Regions from separate parts of the Pan troglodytes genome. Here regions 1 and 2 are each linked to region 3. The links are chromatin contacts, called in public Hi-C maps. All regions are on one chromosome and are shown on one strand. Each heading gives the region's core, a stretch centred on a gene start, on an enhancer-like site or on the middle of the called end of the contact. The rest is flanking DNA. Distances are from core to core; before and after follow the strand shown.

Region 1 (3,175 bases), core at 496-2,995, 130 kb after region 3:
ATGCCTGGCCCCTAACCCTAACACAACTCTGTAGGTCAGGGGTCCCCAAGCCCCAGGCCATGGACCAGTACATGGACCACTACTGGTCCATGGCCTGTTAGGAACCAGGCTGCACAGCAGGAGGTAAGCAGCAGGTGAATGAGCAAAGCTTCATCTGTTTTTACAGCTGCTCCCCGTGGCTCCCATTACTGCCTCAGCTCCGCCTCCTGTGAGATCAGCGGCAGCATTAGATTCTCATAGGAGCATGAACCCTATTGGGAACTGCGTACCCAAGGAATCTAGGTTGCATGTTCCTTATGAGAATCTAATGCTTAGTGATCTGTCACTGTCTCCCATCACCCCCAGATGGGATTGTCTAGTTGCAGGAAAACTCAGGGCTCCTACTGATTCTACATTATGGTGAGTTATATAATTATTTCATTATATATTACAATGTAATAATAATAGAAATAAAGTGCAAAATAAATGTAATGGGCTTGAATAGTCCCGAAACCATCCCCACACCCTGGTGGGCCCATGGAAAACTGTCTTCTGCAAAACCAGTCCCTGGTGCCAAAAAGGTTGAGGACCACTGCTCTAGATCATGTGGGTTGATTTTGCTCTTCCTTATCACTAAAGAAAAATGAGTACCCAGCCAATGGTCATGTGTGGGCGAGAATGGTGCCTTACAATTAAACCAAAGAGCGCTGTGCACGGCGCTGCTCTCCCTTAGCTCCAATAGAGGCGTGGGGTCAGCTTGCTCGGCTCCCTGAGTCTGGGTTCCCCCTGTCCCTTGGTCTCAGAAAGGTACTGAAGCCCCGCATTCAGCTGGATGAGGAACCTCTTGGACCTTACTGTTCCGCAGAAGTGACCCTAAAGCCGGACTCACTGCCCAGGTCCACTTGAATGGTCTCATGGGTTGCTACTGAAATGGCCCAAGGTTTGAAGCCACTAAGAGCGGGCATCAAATCCTAGCTACCCTCCTCATCTGGGTCACCTTGGCCTCACTCTTCACACTCTCTGACCTCAGCTCCCTCACTGGTAGTGGAGGACATGGGTCAATACACTGTCACTATTATTGAAAGCTCAATACATTGTGACTATTATTCATGAATTCTTTAGCTGCCTTATTTCCACTTCCGGATGCAGACTTGTTTACAGCCCTGAATATAAAGGAATCAAAGACCAAGAACCTGATGACTATTAGGTTATATTTGTTACAGTTCTGATCATTTTTCTCCTCGGGTCCACTGATCCACAAAAAATACGTATATAAATAACAGGCAACCAGGTGCCTTATGCAAGGGGGAAAAAATCTTAAATAATCTTGTTTTTGTGGGTTTCTATTTTCCAGAAAAAAATTAATAAATACAAAAGGATTAATTTTTCTGCTTTAACATTTTTTAAGTGCACCAAAACTTTATTAAATACACAAGTAAATATATGTCACTTTAAAAAAAATTATAGCCAGTACAGGATAAGAGGGGGGAAATCCATTGGAAAAGAGGGCGCCGCGGGACAACCCTAGGATAGGAGATGGAGCCATGGATGGGCCCAGAGCTGACTGTGGCATCCGAAAGATACGCAAGGAAAAGCAGTGAGGGGGCTGTAAGGAAGAGGTGGTGAGGGAGTCCCTGAGGGAAAGGAGAGGCTCTGCAAGGAAGGAGAATGACGGGGAAGGCAAACGTCTCCTCCTCCCTCCCACACCCTCTGCCGGTTTTCCCGCTCTGCCTCCTGGCGCCCTTTTCCGCCCAGAAAGCAGGAGCCCGCCTAGTCCTTCATGGCGGGAGAACAGCGCCCTCGTGTGGACTGCCGGGTTCTTGGCGCTGGAGGCAGTTTGGGTCCGTTGCCTTTTCACTACTCCGGACACACATTGTTTTTCAGCAAATGAGAAAGCCGCATAAGCAGCATCCCAAGCAGTTTCTTTGCAGAAAACTTGGTAAGGATCAAACAGAAATAAGCCAAGTCCAGCGACTTCCCTCACCCACATCATTCACCTCCGGCAAGTATCTGACTCTATTTCCCTTTCAAATGCCCAACTTCGGGGGTGCTCATCTCAACAGGCAGTAGCTCCTATAGTAGCCCAACCGTGCATCCCTGAGAGGCGTAAGGGCAGGGAGCTGGCAGAGCCATGGGGACATACGTGGGGACAGTCTGGAAGGCGACGTGATTGGCCTAGGATGCGAAGGGTCCATACTGACGTAGAGAGGGGCTGGGCAACCTCTGGATGCACCAGAAAATGCTGTGCTCTCCCAGGGCAGTGGGGGATTCACACATAGGATTCCTCCATGGCTCTGGTGTTGCTGGAAATACTTCTAGAAACGCCCATTCAGGAAATGGAGGGGGTGCACAAAGACTTCTTTACAAAGGTGTTGTTTGCAGCTTTATTTGTAAATCTGCCATTTTGGAAGCGGCCTAACAGCCAATAGGAGGGGCCTGATCAGATACAGAGCGCTGCTCCCATCAGTGCAATGCCGTGGAGACATTAAGAATGATGTGGCAGGCTAGGTACCATGGAGAAATCCCGTCTCTACAAATAATACATATATATATATAGCCGGGTGTGGTGGCGCACACCTGTAGTCCCAGCGACTTGGAAGGCTGAGGTGGGAGGATCGCTCGAGCCCAGGAGGTAGGGGCTGCTGTGAGCCGAGATTACGCCACAGCACTCCAGCCTGGGGACAGAGTGAGACCCTGTCTCAAAAAAAAAAAAAAAAAAACAAAACCCACAAGATACCGCATCCAGCCATTCACTTCCAACCTGTGCACTGCTCTGCGGTCATATGCTTTCCTTCTATTAAAAATAATAATACTAATACATTTAAAAAATAATGCAACAGTCTATTTAATGGCAAATGGACACATATGCTCAATGTCATGTTAAATGTTAAAAATACAAATCTGAACATGGCATTATGGTGTAGATTTGTCTTTCTTAACCCCACTTTTAGTTTGTTCTATCGTTTTTTATGTGCCTTTGTAATCCATGCTGAATCCTTTAGAATAAAATGGAGATTTAATAAATAAGGAAAATTATATGTACACTAGATCCACCTTCCAAAATGTATATATGCACGTAGAGAGGAGGACAGAGAGAGAGAGGCACAAGATAAGTGAAAAGTACAATCCTGAAACATTGTGACAATCCTTACCTCTAGCTAAGGATGGTTGGTCATTTTTATTTACATATTTTATA
Region 2 (3,330 bases), core at 431-2,930, 170 kb after region 3:
GCAAGTTCTTTTTTTTTTTTTAGACTGAGTCTTGCTCTGTCACCCAGACTGGAGTGCAGTGGTGTGATCTCTTCTCACTGCAACTTCTGCCTCCCAGCTCAAGTGATTCTCCTGCCCCAGCCTCCCGAGTAGCTGGGATTACAGGTGCATGCCACCACACCCAGCTGATTTAGCAAGTTCTTTCTGACTGCATTTGGGGACGGGATGGAAGGATGGCAGAGGGAGGAGCCTGGAGGCAAGGGAAGCAGGTGGGGGGTGCCCACCTGGGGGGCTGTGGGGAGGTGGGGAAGGGGTACAGATGGAAAGCTCTGTATTGACTGTATTCCCTACTGGCTGTGAGGAATAAAGGAGGAGAAGGAGGCAAGGGTGGCGCCCAGGGTCTGCCTTGGAAGCCTGGTAGCAAATGGTATCATGGGTGAGGTAGGAAATTCAGGAGCAGGGCAATGGAGAAGAAAACTGCACCAACTCAGGTCAGAGCATGCTGAGCTTGAAATACTCCCGGGAGGACTCTGTGGAATGGCGCCGTGGGCGGCTGACCTCTGGATCCAGAGCCCTGGACAGAGGCGGGAAGTGGGCCGGGATCTAGGAACCAGCAGGGGAAGCTGACTCCTGGTAGTCGATGTTCTCCAGAGAAAGAACACGGGGTTATTTAAAACAAGCACCACAGCGAAAGAATAAATTGGTATGGCTAAAACCCAGGAAACACCCACGTTTAAGAAAAAGTAGAAAGGGAAAAAAAACCCACAAAGGAGACGTTTTAAAAGCCTGAGAAAGAGAATAAAAACCAGGAGAGACTGATGGCATGAAAACAAAGGGGGCCGGGCGCGGTGGCTCACGCCTGTAATCCTAGCACTTTGGGAGCCCGAGGCGAACGGATCGCTTGAGCCCAGGAGTTTGAGATCAGCCTGTGCAACATGATGAAACCCCATCTCTACCAAAAATACAAAAATTTGCTAGTTGGTAGGCCACTTGGGAGGCTGAGGTGGGAGGATCGCTGGAGCCCAGGAGGTCAAGGCTGCAGTGAGCCGTGATCACACCACTGCACTCCAGCCTGGGCAGCAGAATGTAAGACCCTGTTGAAAAGAAAGAGAGAGAGACCTCATGGACATTGAGTCTGATTTGATCTTCACAGCAGCGTTATCGTTCCCATTTTACAGAGAAAAGCTGAGGTCCAGAGAGCCAAGGAGATTAAGCAACCTGCACACTCTCTTACTTTAGAAAACAGGCTCACGTCATCTTCCCATAGCTGCCTCCCACGGGCTCTTAAGTAAGTCCCTTCCTTCCCTTCCTTCCTTCCCTTCCTTCCCTTTCTTTCTTTCTTTCATAGAAACCTCCTCTTCGTGGTAAAAATAAGTAACCGGGATAGAGTATTCCACACTAATGTTAAGAAATGAACTGAAGAGATTTCAGGCCTTGGGGGAAGACCAATATTTGTTTAAATCCTTCAGGCCAGCCCCAGCCCATGCCCTCCACAATCCTGGAGGCTCATCCCTGACAGGTCTACAGGGGTGAGAGTCTGAGAGAAGGGTGGAAACACGGTAGCCCGAGAGACACCCAGACGGCTGTGTGGGCTACGGGACTTCCCGCGTGGGTGGAGGGGTCGGGCAGGGTCCCTCCCGGTCCGGGGCCGCTTCTCGAGACAGCCGGGCATCCTCCCTCCCGTGAGCGAGCCTGGAGCGCCACCTAGTGCCCGCCAGCAACATGAACACACGCCAAGGAGCGCTGCCAGCGACAGGAGCTGGGCTCCCGGTGTTTGCTCCGTGGTGCTTGTGTCCGAGAGACCCTGGAGCATTCTCAAGTTGTGCGTCTCTCAAATCTTCAGTCTAGTGTGGCCAGTTCCGATGATCTGAAAGGTTTTCCAAAGAGATCTTCTGTGGCCTGAGCACCGGGAATGAGGACAACAGCGGGGAAAAATAACAACTACAAGAGTGATCAAAACCCTTAAAAGGCTGAGACAGATGGACAGCCCTGGAAGAGAAACCCAGTGTCTCAGGGAGAGCTAATAAAAAACTTAAAGAGAAGCAAACATGAACCTTGAAAGCAGCCGCCTTAAGCATTAATACCAGACATGCTGAGTGATATATCCGATGGACAAAATTATTTTCCCATGAAAAAAGGGAGAAGCGAGAGGAAAGGAAAGGAAAAAGACATATGCATGTCCATGAGGGATTTTTTAAAGGGTAATAACAATACAGAAAGAGAAAAGTGCATGGTCCTTTGTAGAAATGGGGATGGGGCTGCTTGATTTAGGATTCACCTGATGTGGGAATGATGGAATTTCCCTCTGCACCCGGCATAGGAGTAAATCAGTCCTGAAATGTACCAGAGAAACCAACAAACACAACATTACCTTCTCCTGCATCTCTCATGGAAAGTGTCCCGAAGAGGCTCAGCAGAATGGAATTGAGCTGAGCTGCGATGAGAAGGCATATACACTATAAAGAAACATTCTATATAGAAGCAATCAATCCAAGGTGATTCATGCAATCAGCCAGTCAGAGGTGTAAATCCCACGGGGTGCATGAGGTATGCCACAGCCTGAATGCCTATTTTCTGGGGGCAATGAATGAATGGATTTCTCCCTCCTTCCCAGGCTCCAGTGCTTTTAGCAATTGGCACTGTGGCAGGATTTATACCATGGTTCTTGTAAATTGTACCTTCTCTCTCTCCTTTTCAAAGATTTCTTTCAATAAAATGCAGATGGAATTGTTGGAGAGCTGCTTTTCATGTGTTTATAGGTTACTTCTGCTCGGTTGCTTGTGCAGGTGTGTGTCTCTAGGCCTCTTTGTTTTTTATTTTCTCTGCCTATTAGGGAAATGGAAACATATGGATTCCTTGTTTGGGCCCAGCGGACCTTATAGAATAGGATCCCTGTTGCCTTCCTCACACATCTTCCTGTAATCACATGGCTCTGAATTAGCCTCTTAATCTCCCAGTGGAAAAGCCGTAATACAGGGAAATACAATAAAATGTATATGCATTCTGAATGCCAAAGCATTTACAAAGTAGATGGGAATGTGGTCATTTATACAACTGTGTAAGGACAGTCTTAGCTGGCATTGGTTACAATATGAATAAAGAAGTAGACATTCAAAATGGCAGACATATCTGGTGGTCCAGCAAGCTAATATTTTCAAGTCTAGCTAGGAGAAAAGAAAAAATAGTACTGAAGTGCAAAGAAACGGGAGGCTTGGATTTGGATCTGAAACTCCAACATAATCATTTCCAGGTTACATGAGCAGTTTAATGCAGAGATTTCATGACTTTTCTTCACCTGGAAGATGAAGAATCTAGAAACATATGTGGAGTGTTCTCAGAAATGCATAGAAA
Region 3 (3,386 bases), core at 413-2,912:
TTGCAGAGGTCACACCTTGTAGGGTATGTAGACAGATGTGGCTTTGGATGGTTGAAGAGGCACAAACTGGAATCCCATATACGCATACTAAACTGGTCTCATTTGACTTCAGGGAAGCATAGCTTCTGAAGCACTAATCCCAGAGAGTCTAAACAGGAAGGGGCTTAGGGGAGCAGGGAGGTAGGTGAGGCAGCTGGGGAGTCAAGAAGGAAAGAGCTGTTTCTGGGCCACTGATGGGAGGTCCAGCACAGGCTCAGCTCTCACCTAGAAAGTTGAGGTCAGCAGGATTAACAACAGCAAAGCAGCGGTCCAGGGAGTATTGCATTGATTCTAGGCTCTAGAATCCTAGCCCATCTACCCTGACAAGTCCAGGATATTCACAGTCCCTGTGGAGTAAGAAAGCTCTGTGCATCTGTCCCAGGTTAACATGACCTCACACTAACATGATCCTAAGGCATCTGACATGCCCACGTTCCATGCTGCATATGTGGTAGAAAAGTGGCCCTGCCATCTTGCAGAAGTATTCAGCCTAAGACGCCCCTATGTTTCAGGGCCAAAAAGAGGTACTGAGATTTCCTCACCAAATGCCACCTTGTTCTCTGTACAAGTAGCCAGAATGGTCCTGTACAAGTTGGATTTGAAGGTGCAGGTCACACCTGTGTTCTGCAAGGCACGTAGTCTGCCAACAGCAACAAGAACTCGGTCTTCCACATGAGTGTCTGATGAATTTGAAACTAATCAGCCAAAAAGGCCATTCTCCAAACATTTGGATTGGTAAACCCTTAATTTCCCAGAACACATATATTCTCTGCTAAACACACAGCCTTTGTTAATGATAATGACAGCACCTTTATCACTGGAGCCATATGTGCCTGGCTGTCTCAGAAAGGCCAAGTTCAAGCCTCCCTGAATCATCTCTTTCAGCTCCCACCCTCTGTTCTGTTTGAAGGTGACACTGGGCTTCTGAGTCACAGTCACTAGAGCCCAAGCATCATCTAGGAGCACTGATGGAGACAGAAGGCTTTAAATGTCAGCCATTTGGACAGTGCCCAGCCAAGATGGCCAGGGCTGGAAGCATCAACCACCTGGTCATAGTCACCCTCCAATCTAGCAGCCCCTCACCCCCTGTAATCTGTCCCCTTGTAATTCAGTTCATCAGATTGCACTGGCCCTTTGGGTGAGTTAATGATGAATAGGATGTGGGTCTGGCCTCTCAGAATCTAGAGGGAGAAGAAGGGCACGCACACAACAAGCCAAGACATAAGGCAGCTGTGCCGGGTGCTCCATGTGAAAGAGATGGAAAGGAAATGATACCGAGAAATAGGCAGGAGGGACCGATTTGACTTAGAGACTCTTAAGAACACACAGCATTTGAATCAAGGCTCTGAAGGAGCCTTAAGAAAGGGTCACAGAGCCTGGAGAACAAGGACATGAATAAACCAAAGACACTGAAACTCAGTCCCAACTTTCCCTTGGAGAGGCCACAGCAGCACACTGGTGTCTTTCCCGAGTGTTTATGGAGAACCTCTGTTTGGGTTTGTTTCCGCCAGATGACAGGAATTTCTTGCGGCTGCAGAGTGACAGCCGGAGAGAGGGCCAGTATGCCCGGCTCATCAGCCCCCCTGTCCACCTGCCCCGAAGCCCGGTGTGCATGGAGTTCCAGTACCAGGCCACGGGCGGCCGCGGGGTGGCGCTGCAGGTGGTGCGGGAAGCCAGCCAGGAGAGCAAGCTGCTGTGGGTCATCCGCGAGGACCAGGGCGGCGAGTGGAAGCACGGGCGGATCATCCTGCCCAGCTACGACATGGAGTACCAGGTGGGGTGAGCAAAAAGGGAATCTTGTGATCCGTATTTCAATATTTCAAGGGCCGAGCCCATTCATCATTAGGGAACGTGGTTAAGCGCTACTGTTTTCATTGTGTTTCTCACGTTGCCATGGCAACTGAATGACACTCTTATTTGTTATTCAGAATATGCCTATCTCTACACCCAGACTTGGTTCTTTGTTCCTCCTGTTGCCTTTTATATTGCTGAAATCTTCTCCAACAAATGTTTCTCCTCTCCATTTTATTTTAGATTGCTATCAGGTAGGCTGACAAAGGGACACAGAAGCCAGAGAAATAAACACAAACAAACCCTCCACACACAAGGAAAGAGGCCTGTGGAGCCCCTTCAGATCTGGGGAGGAAATAGGATAATCTCCCAGACCTGTCCCAGGCAGCATGAACACAGGAAGGGGAGCGGGGGCTGTTGGCGCTCAGTGGCCGGCAGACATGAGAGGCTCCAGAGTGAGTGCTCTCTCTCTCTCTCACCAGCTCCCGGAATGGAGTTCTGTTATCTCTGCCCCACAGAGCAGGAGACTGAGGCACAGATGGGTATGTTCAGCCGTGGTTGCAACTTGGGTAGGAGTAGACACACTGTGGAAGAGGTGACTGAGAACCAGCCAAAGCATTAACCTTCTCCTCCCCAGACGAGGAGCAGCAACAGATGGCTGGTGCGGCAGCCAACTGCTCACCCAGCTTGCCAGAGGACATGTGCTAGTTTGCAGAGAGGAACCTGGGGAGGGCGAGCATGAGGAATGATTGAAGACCACAGAGCCGAGGGGCTTCTGTGTACAGCCTGCAGTCCCTGTCCCTTGAGGTTGCAAGGCATCCTGAGACCCTCCCCACCCCCATCTGGGTTCCCACTTACTCACCTGAGTGTGTTATATTGTAACTACCTGTTTGCATTTGTGTCTCAGCCATTAGATGGGTGAGCTTCTCTGGGCAGAGATCTTGTCTTACTAGGTTTTGTTACTATCCTTATGTCCAGGGCATAGTAGGTGCTCAGTAAATGGCTGGTGAAAAAACAAATTCTTTTCCTCCTAGCTGTAATAATGAAGCTCTAAGGCAACTTATAACAAGGAGCACAAATCAAAACCTATGTGCTGTATTTCTCACATTACCCCCACCTACTTGTGTCTTCTGAGTTTTCAAATACCTGGATTGGGCATTTGAAAGATTTATGAGACAGGAACCTCGAAAATAGTGAGGGAAGTTTCAACCCCCCTTTCAATAGTCTCTGATTATGGCCCTTTTAATCAATACATTCTAGTTACTGGACAACAATATCCACCCCCTTGTTATATTTTCTTATCCCCTTAAATATGCGTTTGATTTGAACAAACTCATTTTGAATTAAGATTTCAAGAGCTGTAGCCATGTGGTCAACAGATGTGTACCAGGTGCAATAACACACACACACACACACACACATACACACACACGCTTTAAGCTGCAGCTAACAGAAACTTGGAAATCCTTGCACCGTTTGGACTAGGAGACTCAGTTAACCATGGCTCTTATTCTTCCGGCTTCTAGATTGTGTTCGAGGGAGTGATAGGGAAAGGA

What was found. Hi-C and Micro-C count contacts between places; a contact is called where the count stands out from the background.
Region 1: a Hi-C map of stem cell-derived neural progenitor cells shows a contact between it and region 3, with 4 times the contacts expected there. The contact joins two enhancer-like sites. A contact is called at or near these places in 4 of 7 Hi-C or Micro-C datasets (blood, induced pluripotent stem cells and stem cell-derived neural progenitor cells) and 1 of 1 other capture datasets (stem cell-derived neural stem cells).
Region 2: a contact with region 3 is called in a Hi-C map of stem cell-derived neural progenitor cells, with 6 times the contacts expected there. The contact joins two enhancer-like sites. A contact is called at or near these places in 2 of 7 Hi-C or Micro-C datasets (blood and stem cell-derived neural progenitor cells) and 1 of 1 other capture datasets (stem cell-derived neural stem cells).

What each region holds. Positions count from the first base shown.
Region 1 is chr13:108,120,601-108,123,775 of NHGRI_mPanTro3-v2.0_pri, forward strand. No RefSeq gene overlaps it. Among named protein-coding and RNA genes, the nearest start is that of INO80D, 210 kb to the right of the region's middle. Within about 2 kb of position 1,746, at least 1 of the 24 cell types and tissues checked has an H3K27ac peak or open chromatin away from gene starts, as enhancers often do. A contact at or near this core is called in stem cell-derived neural progenitor cells, where this site is marked.
Region 2 is chr13:108,160,506-108,163,835 of NHGRI_mPanTro3-v2.0_pri, forward strand. No RefSeq gene overlaps it. Among named protein-coding and RNA genes, the nearest start is that of INO80D, 170 kb to the right of the region's middle. Within about 2 kb of position 1,681, at least 5 of the 24 cell types and tissues checked have an H3K27ac peak or open chromatin away from gene starts, as enhancers often do. A contact at or near this core is called in stem cell-derived neural progenitor cells, where this site is marked.
Region 3 is chr13:107,988,194-107,991,579 of NHGRI_mPanTro3-v2.0_pri, forward strand. It overlaps NRP2 (neuropilin 2), which reads left to right. Exons shown (of 17, transcript XM_016950360.4): 13 at 1,551-1,813; 14 at 3,357-3,386. Among named protein-coding and RNA genes, the nearest start is that of NRP2, 81 kb to the left of the region's middle. Within about 2 kb of position 1,663, at least 6 of the 24 cell types and tissues checked have an H3K27ac peak or open chromatin away from gene starts, as enhancers often do. A contact at or near this core is called in stem cell-derived neural progenitor cells, where this site is marked.